Regions from separate parts of the Zea mays genome. Here region 2 is linked to region 1. Evidence: chromatin contacts called from public Hi-C data. All regions are on one chromosome and are shown on one strand. The core of a region is the stretch at or near the end of the contact, and the rest is flanking DNA. Distances in the headings are between cores, read along the strand shown. Region 1 holds the start of LOC103636114 (peptide deformylase 1B, chloroplastic). Region 2 holds the start of LOC100273119.

What was found. Hi-C and Micro-C count contacts between places; a contact is called where the count stands out from the background.
Region 2: a Hi-C map of tassel shows a contact between it and region 1, with 1.7 times the contacts expected there. The contact joins the promoter of LOC100273119 here to the promoter of LOC103636114 in region 1. A contact is called at or near these places in 2 of 25 Hi-C or Micro-C datasets (endosperm and tassel).

What each region holds. Positions count from the first base shown.
Region 1 is chr8:150,011,490-150,016,036 of Zm-B73-REFERENCE-NAM-5.0, reverse strand. LOC103636114 (peptide deformylase 1B, chloroplastic) reads left to right here and starts at 2,410. Exons shown (of 9, transcript XM_035961848.1): 1 at 2,410-2,810; 2 at 2,940-3,078; 3 at 3,437-3,629; 4 at 3,896-4,006. The coding sequence starts at 2,621. LOC103636116 (cinnamoyl-CoA reductase 1) reads left to right here. Exons shown (of 5, transcript NM_001301557.1): 3 at 795-995; 4 at 1,109-1,262; 5 at 1,389-2,003. The coding sequence ends at 1,720.
Region 2 is chr8:150,432,819-150,437,365 of Zm-B73-REFERENCE-NAM-5.0, reverse strand. LOC100273119 reads left to right here and starts at 2,718. Exons shown (of 8, transcript NM_001365731.1): 1 at 2,718-2,994; 2 at 3,088-3,190; 3 at 3,946-4,043; 4 at 4,120-4,250; 5 at 4,330-4,438. The coding sequence starts at 2,812. It overlaps LOC100381637 (putative protein kinase superfamily protein), which reads right to left and starts at 79. Exons shown (of 6, transcript NM_001174452.1): 1 at 1-79.

The sequences.
Region 1 (4,547 bases), core at 1,161-3,660:
TTGTCGAATGCGCAGTAGTCCACTGCAGTGTACTGCCAGCCCAAAGATCGTTGTCACATGATGTGTTACCAACACTTCAACAGTGCTTGTCAGTTATCAAGAGGCTTTTATATCCATTCAAGAGGCTCTCTGTATGGATATTTGTCAGTTATCACCAAATTTAGAAGAAGAAGAAAAAATATGAAAAAAATCAAGCTTCAATAGGTTCTCTGAACTCACTATATATCTTTTTCGCTCTCCAGAACTAACCCTTTATTGATGGAGAGGCTATAAATCACCCTCTAAATTCAATATATAGGTAGCTCTTCTAGTCTTCTGTGATTTCTTTTTGTCACACAAGCAAAATTGACGAGAAGACATTGGAGCACAGAGAACAAAACTAGGGAGTCCGTTGGAGCCTGGAGGCACGGGAGAAGTATAAATAAAATATTTATGGAAATGGCTTTACAAATAGAGGTGAAGAGATTGAAGTTTGGAAATGCTCTTGGAGTTGCTCTTAACATGCTCATATTAAATCCTGTGAGATCTTGATTAGGTGGCTAAGCCAATCTCGAGCTCATCGCTGCTGCAGTTTCAGCCTGCAAATCTATCTATTGCAACATACTGGTTTTCTTGTTTTTTAACAGTAATAATAGTGTCTCGCCTGTTACTGTTAGCAACGTATTTTTGAATAGAACTTCAGTAGACAGTTGAACAACGAAGTGGCATTCATCACCGAAAGAAATAAGCACCAAAGTGACTTTACAGGCTGAATAAACTTGTAGCTAACGCATGGCAACATCTGATTTCAACAGAAGCACATGGCAGCGTTAGAAGCCCAAGCAGCGGAGCGGGTGATTGAGGCCTGCGTCAGGACAGAGTCCGTCAGGAAATGCGTCTTCACCTCTTCCTTGCTGGCGTGCGTGTGGAGGCAGGACTACCCTCATGACCGGCGGTGCCCTACCACCATCGACGAGAGCTGCTGGAGCGACGAGAGCTTCTGCCGCGACAACAAGGTGAGTGATCGGGAGAAGACATTAGACGCATTTGTATTTCTGTTTCTCCTTTGATCACACAAACTATAGTCACTCAGGAAGAAGCCACATACTGTGATGCGTCGTTTTTCCAGCTGTGGTTCGCACTTGGCAAAACGGCGGCAGAGAAGGCTGCGTGGAGGGCGGCGCGGGGACGAGACCTGAAGCTGGTCACCATCTGCCCCGCGCTTGTCACTGGTCCGGGGTTCCGCCGCCGCAACTCCACCGCGTCCATCGCGTATCTCAAAGGTCCGTGCCGTGCCCTGCCGCCCGGATGCGTGCGTGTACATACCGTCCATGAGACGCACTAACACGCGTTGCTCATCGCTCTGAGCCTCTGACCTCCTCCTCCTCCTCCTCCTGCATATTCGGCAGCAGGGGCTCGAGCCATGCTCGCCGACGGCCTGCTCGCCACGGCAAACGTGGAGACGGTGGCCGAGGCGCACGTCCACGCGTACGAGGCGATGGGCGACAACACCGCCGGCGGCAGGTACATCTGCTACGACCACGTGGTCAAGCGGCCCGAGGAGTTCGCCGAGCTGGAGCGGCAGCTGGGGCTGCCGGGAGGGGCCGCGCCCGCGCCCGCGCACGGCTCTGACGACCGGCCGGCCAGGTTCGAGCTTTGCAAGCGGAAGCTGTCCAGGCTCATGTCCTCCAGGAGGAGGTGCGCGTACGACACCTACTACTCCGTCGCGTTTGAGGTTTGACTAGCTACTAGCTAGCTCAGGCGGCGAAGGTGCATTTGCCATGAAGGGGGGAACCGCTGGCACTGACGACGAGAAATCGGCGCAGCAAGGGTTGATCACCAGTATGCAATCTGTGGTCCATTGACAAGAGTGGACAGTGGACACCGGAAGCGAAGCGGAGCAATAGCAAAGCTCTGCTTGATGTCCTTGTGGACGGGGAAGGAGCAGGGAGAGGGAGAGCCAAGTGTTTGTGCAATTTTGTACAGAATATTCATGCAACAATAAAGGCGAGTCATCCATAGGCAGCGCGCATCACAACATCGTGTCCACCTCCACCATCGATCCACGCCACCACAAAATCCGCACACCGCTTGACGTCCAACGAAGTTTGTACACAGGCTGATGACCTTCGATAAAGAAGTATGCTTCTGCTACATGCAAGCAAGTAGATAATCGTGCTTTCGTTTCGAATATACTTGTCCAAACGAAATTCAGATGGGTCGTGTTTGTGCTGAGAAACCGGCCCGTGGTGCAGGCACGACCCAACCCGTCAGTGAACGGTGGCCCGGTTCGGCCCGGCAGTGGCCTACATGTCCAGCCACTAGCATGTCCGGATGAAAACCTTCAACGTCACTAGCGCGTCCAGCCTACATGTTCGGGCGGCCCGTGGTGCATGTTAAGTAATTTTAGGGTGATGTTATCAGCACGCTCTACCGCATAGTATCTACTCTCGTGCCTTCATTTCGGTGCAGCCTACATGTTCGGGCGGCTCAAACTTGCAGCCACGCTACCCGAGCGCCTCCTGTCCTGTCACGCGGCGTCCTCGGCTCGCCGCTCACCCCACCCTCTCCTCCGGTCCGGCCACTTCTCACCGCCTCTTGCCGGACGCCCAAAAAAATCGAAGCCGAAGGAGCCGCTCCCATGGCCGCTGCCCTCTGCCCGCGCCTGCGCGGCTTCATGGCCTCCTCTCGCCCGCTCCTGGCCTTGCGCCCCGTAGCGCTGCGCCTACCCATGCGCCGCGCCGTCCCGGCCATGCCCCTCGCCGCCCGCGCACGCCGCGGCTTAGGTTCCTCCACCGCCAACGCCCAGCTCGACGAAGACTTCGCCACGGGTTAGCCGCCGCCGCCGCCGCCTTCTCCCCCTCAGTTCAAGCCCTCCGGCTACTAGACAACTTCGCGTTCGCTCTCTCTCGGCTTATTAGTTATTACTACTTCGTTGATGTTCTGTTCACGGTGTGTAGCTTCTGACCTCCGGTTCGAATCGCCACTCGAGGTAGTCAAATACCCCGATCCCGTCCTGCGCGCGCGCAACAAACGCATCAACACGTTCGATGACAACCTCCGCGCCCTGGCCGATGAGATGTTCGACGTTATGTACAAGTGAGTGTGCGGATTCTGAACCTTGCACCACTTCTATTTTCACGCTCAAGATGTGTTCACCGATTCGATTTTCCGCTGTTTCAAAGAAATGAGCGCCTATGCTTTCATTGGATGCATGCTATAATTTACTCAGTTAGTGCTTATTTTCACTGAATTCCTATACCGCTATAGAACTTAGGGCAAGGAAATGCAAATTCGTCTGGGTAATTGCTACATTGATGAAAATTTGATTGAATGAAAAGCCGATTGCATATGATATATTTACCAATAATAGGGCTGCCCGTGGTGATTTCAGATATAACTATGCCAGATTTATTAGAAGCTGTACTGCTTAAGTTAAAAAGAGGTTTTTGTACAGGACCGATGGCATTGGTCTCTCAGCACCACAAGTTGGAGTCAATGTGCAGCTTATGGTATTCAATCCTGCTGGGGTGAAGGGGGAAGGAGAGGAGATTGTTCTTGTCAACCCAGTGATATACAAGTCCGCCAAACGATTGCTTGTGTTTGAAGAAGGGTGCTTATCGTTTCCTGGAATATATGGCAATGTGGTGGTAAGAATAGTTTGCCATGCCAATTCTTTTATACTGTGTAGAAGACTTTAGCTGTCCTTTATCTGACTTTAGTGTGATGCTTAGCATAATGATATTTTGCATAATTTGTGTCACATTTATGATTTTTTTTGCCACATGTCACATGGTTTTGACATGCTAACTTAATATATGATTTTGCAAATTTATATTCCAATTGTCAGCCTCTGTATACGAAAGATGCACAATTCATAAACAAAGCTAACTTTGTCACCATTGTGCTCTTGCAGAGACCAGAAAGTGTGAAAATTGAAGCTCAAGATGTTACAGGGGCAAAGATCAAAGTAAAATTATCTGGTATACATGCAAGAGTTTTCCAGCATGAGTTTGATCATTTGCTGGTATGAGTTTAACCATTATCTGAGCCTTTTGGTTGACACCAAATGAAACTATGGGCGTACACTTAATATCATAATTAATCTGCTTTTTTTAAGAAATAAATCCATGCAATATTCAAATATGCTAATTTTCATTTGCTCTCACACAATTCCTCTGGATGCAAATTTAAGTCATCCTAGAGTTCTTTCCTGTCAGGCACTTTCAGATTTAACGATCATTACATAAATGAAGCCTAGATTGGCATGCAAAATTGATATTACTGCAATTTTTTCTGTAGCTTTTTAACTTCGAATATGATATAAGCAGTGTTATTAAAACTACGATTAAACCGCGTTTAAACTACGTTTAAACGTCAAAACTCTAATTAGAGGTTGAAACCACATTTTTGTGTTTGGTGTTCTAAACTGTATAACGCAGTGTTTCATGCGTTTTAGATCATTAGCTACTTTTGGGCCCAGTCTGTTAGTTACTTTTGGAGTTTAGTCCGGTTCATGGGTGAAGTTTTGCTATGCCACTAACCTCTATGTTTCGGTATTTAACTTC
Region 2 (4,547 bases), core at 1,469-3,968, 420 kb before region 1:
GCCGGGAACGCCGGGGAGGTGAGCGGCGGTGGCAGTGTCAGTGGATGCTGTGGGCTTGAGCTGGGTGGAAGGCCTCACGTGGTTTGGCTGCCGCAGTGGGTGGGTGACGGCGGCTACTGGGGAAGAGGAAGAGGTGGCGAGGCGAAGGTGGTTCGAGTTCGTGCGGGAGCTTCCATTCCATGTGAGCGCATGGGACAGCGGGTTGCCGAAGTATACACGGGACGGGTGCGGAAGGCAAGTGACCCAGGGGCCAGGGCTCGTCACTCGTGTTGCGGTTGCGGGCTCCACCAGGTAGCGACGAAAACAGATGAAAACACCCTTTTTCTACTTCTGTTTTTAACGGAAACAGAATCGGAATGACCGCGAAGTTGGACGGGAGCAGAATAAACGGACCCACAGAAATCGAAAATTACGAACAGCGGGAAAACGTAGTAATAGAAAAAAAATAATATGGATCATCATGTTTTAATTTACACGTAGAATTTTGCACGAGTGGAGGTTTAAATCTTAATTGTTGATTCCACGCCTACATGTATCTAACTAATATGATACATTTTTGTATTTTATTAAAATATAGTCTATCAATGGGACATAATTGCGTGATTGGTTGCCTGGCTACCACACCCAGGTATAGATGGCCAGTCGTGCCGGGCTAAACGGGCCGGCCCGGAGCACGGCACGGCCCGTAGTGCCTGGGCACGGCACGGCACGGCTGATGTCGGGCCCGTGCCGGCACGGCCCGATAGGTAGTGCCGTGCCTGGGCCGAGCATCAGGCACGTTGGGCCGGCACGGGCACGGCACGATTAGCCCCTAGGCACGGTTAGGCACGATTATGCATTATTAGATCCAAACACGACTAGTTAGCTGTGTGTTGTAATCTTTTTTCTTATCTAGGGTTCTCTCATAAGGGTGAGTTTTTACCTAAATAGGTTTTTAATGAGTCACCCATTGCACTAAACAGTTCAATATTAGCTATTTTAGTATGTTTTAACTGTGTTTGTGAAAATTTGACTAAAATTTTGTGGTGTAGTGCTAAACGGGCTATATGGGCTAAACGGGCCGGCACGGCACGGCTAAGCAGGCTTAGTGCCGTGCTTGGGCCTGGCCTCAGGCACTAGTGCCGTGCCGGCACGGCACGGCTATTAAACGAGCCAAACGGGCCGTGCCCTAACCGTGCCGTGCCTGGCCGTACCCGGGCCGGGCCGTGCCGTGCCGCCCATTTGGCCATCTCTACACCCAGGTCAGCCTTGTGTATTGACCACACACGTATAGGTGATTGGTTCTATGTACCGTATGGATGACCGTTTAGACCATTTACACGTCATTTAAACGCTACTCAGTAGCTAACTGTGTTGGTCGTTTATGCCGTTTAATCCGTTTAATCTCATATAATATGTTTTTTAGTCCGTTTAAACACACGTATAGTTCGATTAAACGCTAAACAGAGGATGACCGACTATTTACCGTTTAGCGTTTAGGTTAAAATTGATACTACCTCTGTCAACAACACACAAGAATAATCTAACAACCTGTATGACCGTGCAACTGACAATACATCATCCATGTGCCACAACTACATGTACCAAGTTTATGTGCATACTACAAGTCTACGAATCCAAGTTATCCGTTGTAGACTTACAGGTTATAACTAAGGACATATTTGGATTCACGATACTAAAGTTTAGCAGTATGCTTTAGTAGACTTTAGCACATGTGGATCCAAACACAAGTGCTAAAAGGTGCTAAAAGATATTAAAAGTGAAGTGCTAAAGTTTAGCACCTACTAGCAATTTAGCTATCTAAGGGGGTGTTAAAGTTTAGCACGTGAGATCCAAACATGCCTTAAATGTACCCCCTCCGTCTATATTAAAATGGCTGATGATGAATCTAGAAACATATATAAAAATATACATATTGTATTGTATGAATCCATTAATTATATAAAATGAATTTTAATTTAGGAAAGAGGGGTATATATTTCTTTAATTGATACATATGCACATGCACACCGTTTGTACTTATGAATACACAATAAAAATAGTGATAATTGATAAATTATAACTCAAATCCAAAACAATACAAATGATGAGGTTATATTATTTACTTAATGACACATTTTTTCAGTTCACCACAGGTCCACAACCATAAATTGTACTTTGCAGTTTGCACTTTTCATAGTTCATTATCATCCTTCATGTTGTTTGGGATCATTTTCTTCATCCTACAAGTTAATAATAGACATCCCAACTAAACTTTTGTCAACTACGCTAAATATTGTTCGTTGCGGCTTTAATCTAGCTGCGGCTACGTTGTCTATGTGGATTGTAGTTGCAGCAGTTCAAACAGATACAACATCTACGGTTGTAGAGCAGCCAAACAATATCAAATGGACATTGCTTTAAAGTGGGCCAGTCATGTATTTATTCAATTCATTTGTCTTGTGCCAGTCTCACTATCATTATCGAAGTTCTTAAGTTCATTTTCTTGATTTTCAACATCTTAGCTACTCTGCAGAGCACGGCTGGCATGCGGCGCGCAAATACAAGAAGAAAATAAATGAAATGATATTGTTATTAAATGAAAGATGTTCTGAGTTTTATTTTTACGAAGCAAATGATTTGAACTGTGAAACGTGTTGTTTGGAGGAATTGGGACTTTCGTTCGCGTATACTATGTGCATTCGGCATTCCCCTCTTCCCGTGGAACAACCCAGAAAGAAAACTAGCCCAGCCCATGTATATCCACCGGCACTCGGCACGAAGTCCATAGCCAGCGAAACTCCCGAAACCGTACCAACCAGACAATTCACCATGGCGGCGCCGGCGCAGGCGCAGGCGCAGGTCCTGCCTCTCCTCCGGTGGAGCCGGAGCGCCTCCTTCCTCTGCGCCTCGTCGCGCCGCCTCTTCTCCGCCCTCCAACGCCCCTCTGCCGCTGCTCGCTGCGAGGCCGGCTCCAAGGCCATGCTCAAGGGGATGGACTACTCGGAACTCGAGGTAAGGGCTTGGCTCAAGACATGTTGGGTTTTAGGTAGTTCGTTGGTTGTGTCGTACGCGCGTGTGAGATGATTTAGTGCGGGTTTCTTTCAGAATTGGGTGCAGGCGCAGGGGTTTCGGCCAGGCCAGGCCATGATGCTGTGGAAATGCCTGTACGGGAACAACGTTTGGGCTCATTGCTACGACGAGTTGGCTGGTAAATTTTCACTGTGTCAAGTAGAATCCATCTATTTAGCATTAGTATATGCTATAACTAATCCCTGTGTTTCAAATTACAGTTCAGTTTAGGGGGTGTTTGGATACCTGGACTAAAGTTTAGACCGGGTTTTGGATGCCAATTAGTAGGATCAAACATGAGCTAAGTATAAAACTAATTGCATAGCCAGTGGCTAATTCGCGAGAGAATCTGTTAAGCCTAATTAATCCATGATTAGCACATGTTTACTGTACAAAACATGGACTAATCATTGATTAATTAGGCATAATATATTTGTCTCGCGAATTAGCCATGTGTAATGCAGTTAGTTTTATAATATAATAATTAGCTTATGTTTAGTCCTTCTAATTGGCATTCAAAACCCAGACTAAACTTTAGTTCTGGGGATCCAAACACCCCCTTAGATTTGTCCTAACTCAAATGTCCCTAACTGAAAAACTATTAACGTCCACCAGTTCAAATAAATTCACTATCAAGACATATTTAATCAAAAAAATAATGAGACTAATTTCATGTTGTAGATGTTGATACATTTTTTCTCTTGTAAGAATTAGTTTTGTGGCATGTTTCTCTTACTAAGTTAACTACATTTTCTATTGTCCAATGAGTTCTATTGCTTTTCACTTTGGAGAACCTACAAATGTGCTTATGATTCTTCTCAATGTATGCCATTTGATGTGTTGCCAACATGTTAGTTAAATGGATGCCACCTATTTACCTCTAAAATCCTTCAGGTTTAAATAAGGATTTCAGGAAGATGATAACCGAGCATGCTGATCTCAAGGCATTAACTATGAAGGACATCCATATTGCATCAGATGGAACCCGTAAGGTAGTTTTCAGTGTTGCCGTTGTGTTATGAAGTGATTTACTGGATATGATTGATTTTTGAACACAGGATGTTACAGATATTGTTCTCTCTTGAAGATGGTTCAGTGATTGAAACAGTTATCATTCCTTGCGCTAGGGGCAGGACAACTATCTGTGTTTCAAGCCAAGTTGGTTGTGCCATGAACTGCCAGTTTTGTTTCACTGGAAGGTTTGTTTACTTATGTTACAAGACATTTTTCTTCTCTTGGCCATTACTGATTCATGCTTGCTTGGTTTTTTATATATAGGATGGGTTTGAGAAAACATCTCTCGACAGCTGAAATTGTCGAGCAGGCTGTGTTTGCTCGTAGGTTATTCTCAGATGAATTGGGATCAATTAACAATGTTGTATTTATGGTAAGCATTTGCTTTAAGTAACTTATGCTTTGACTGTGTACGATAGTTAACGTGGCATCTTGTTTAACTAACAGCATATGATTTGTATTCTGTTCTCATCTATGCTGTT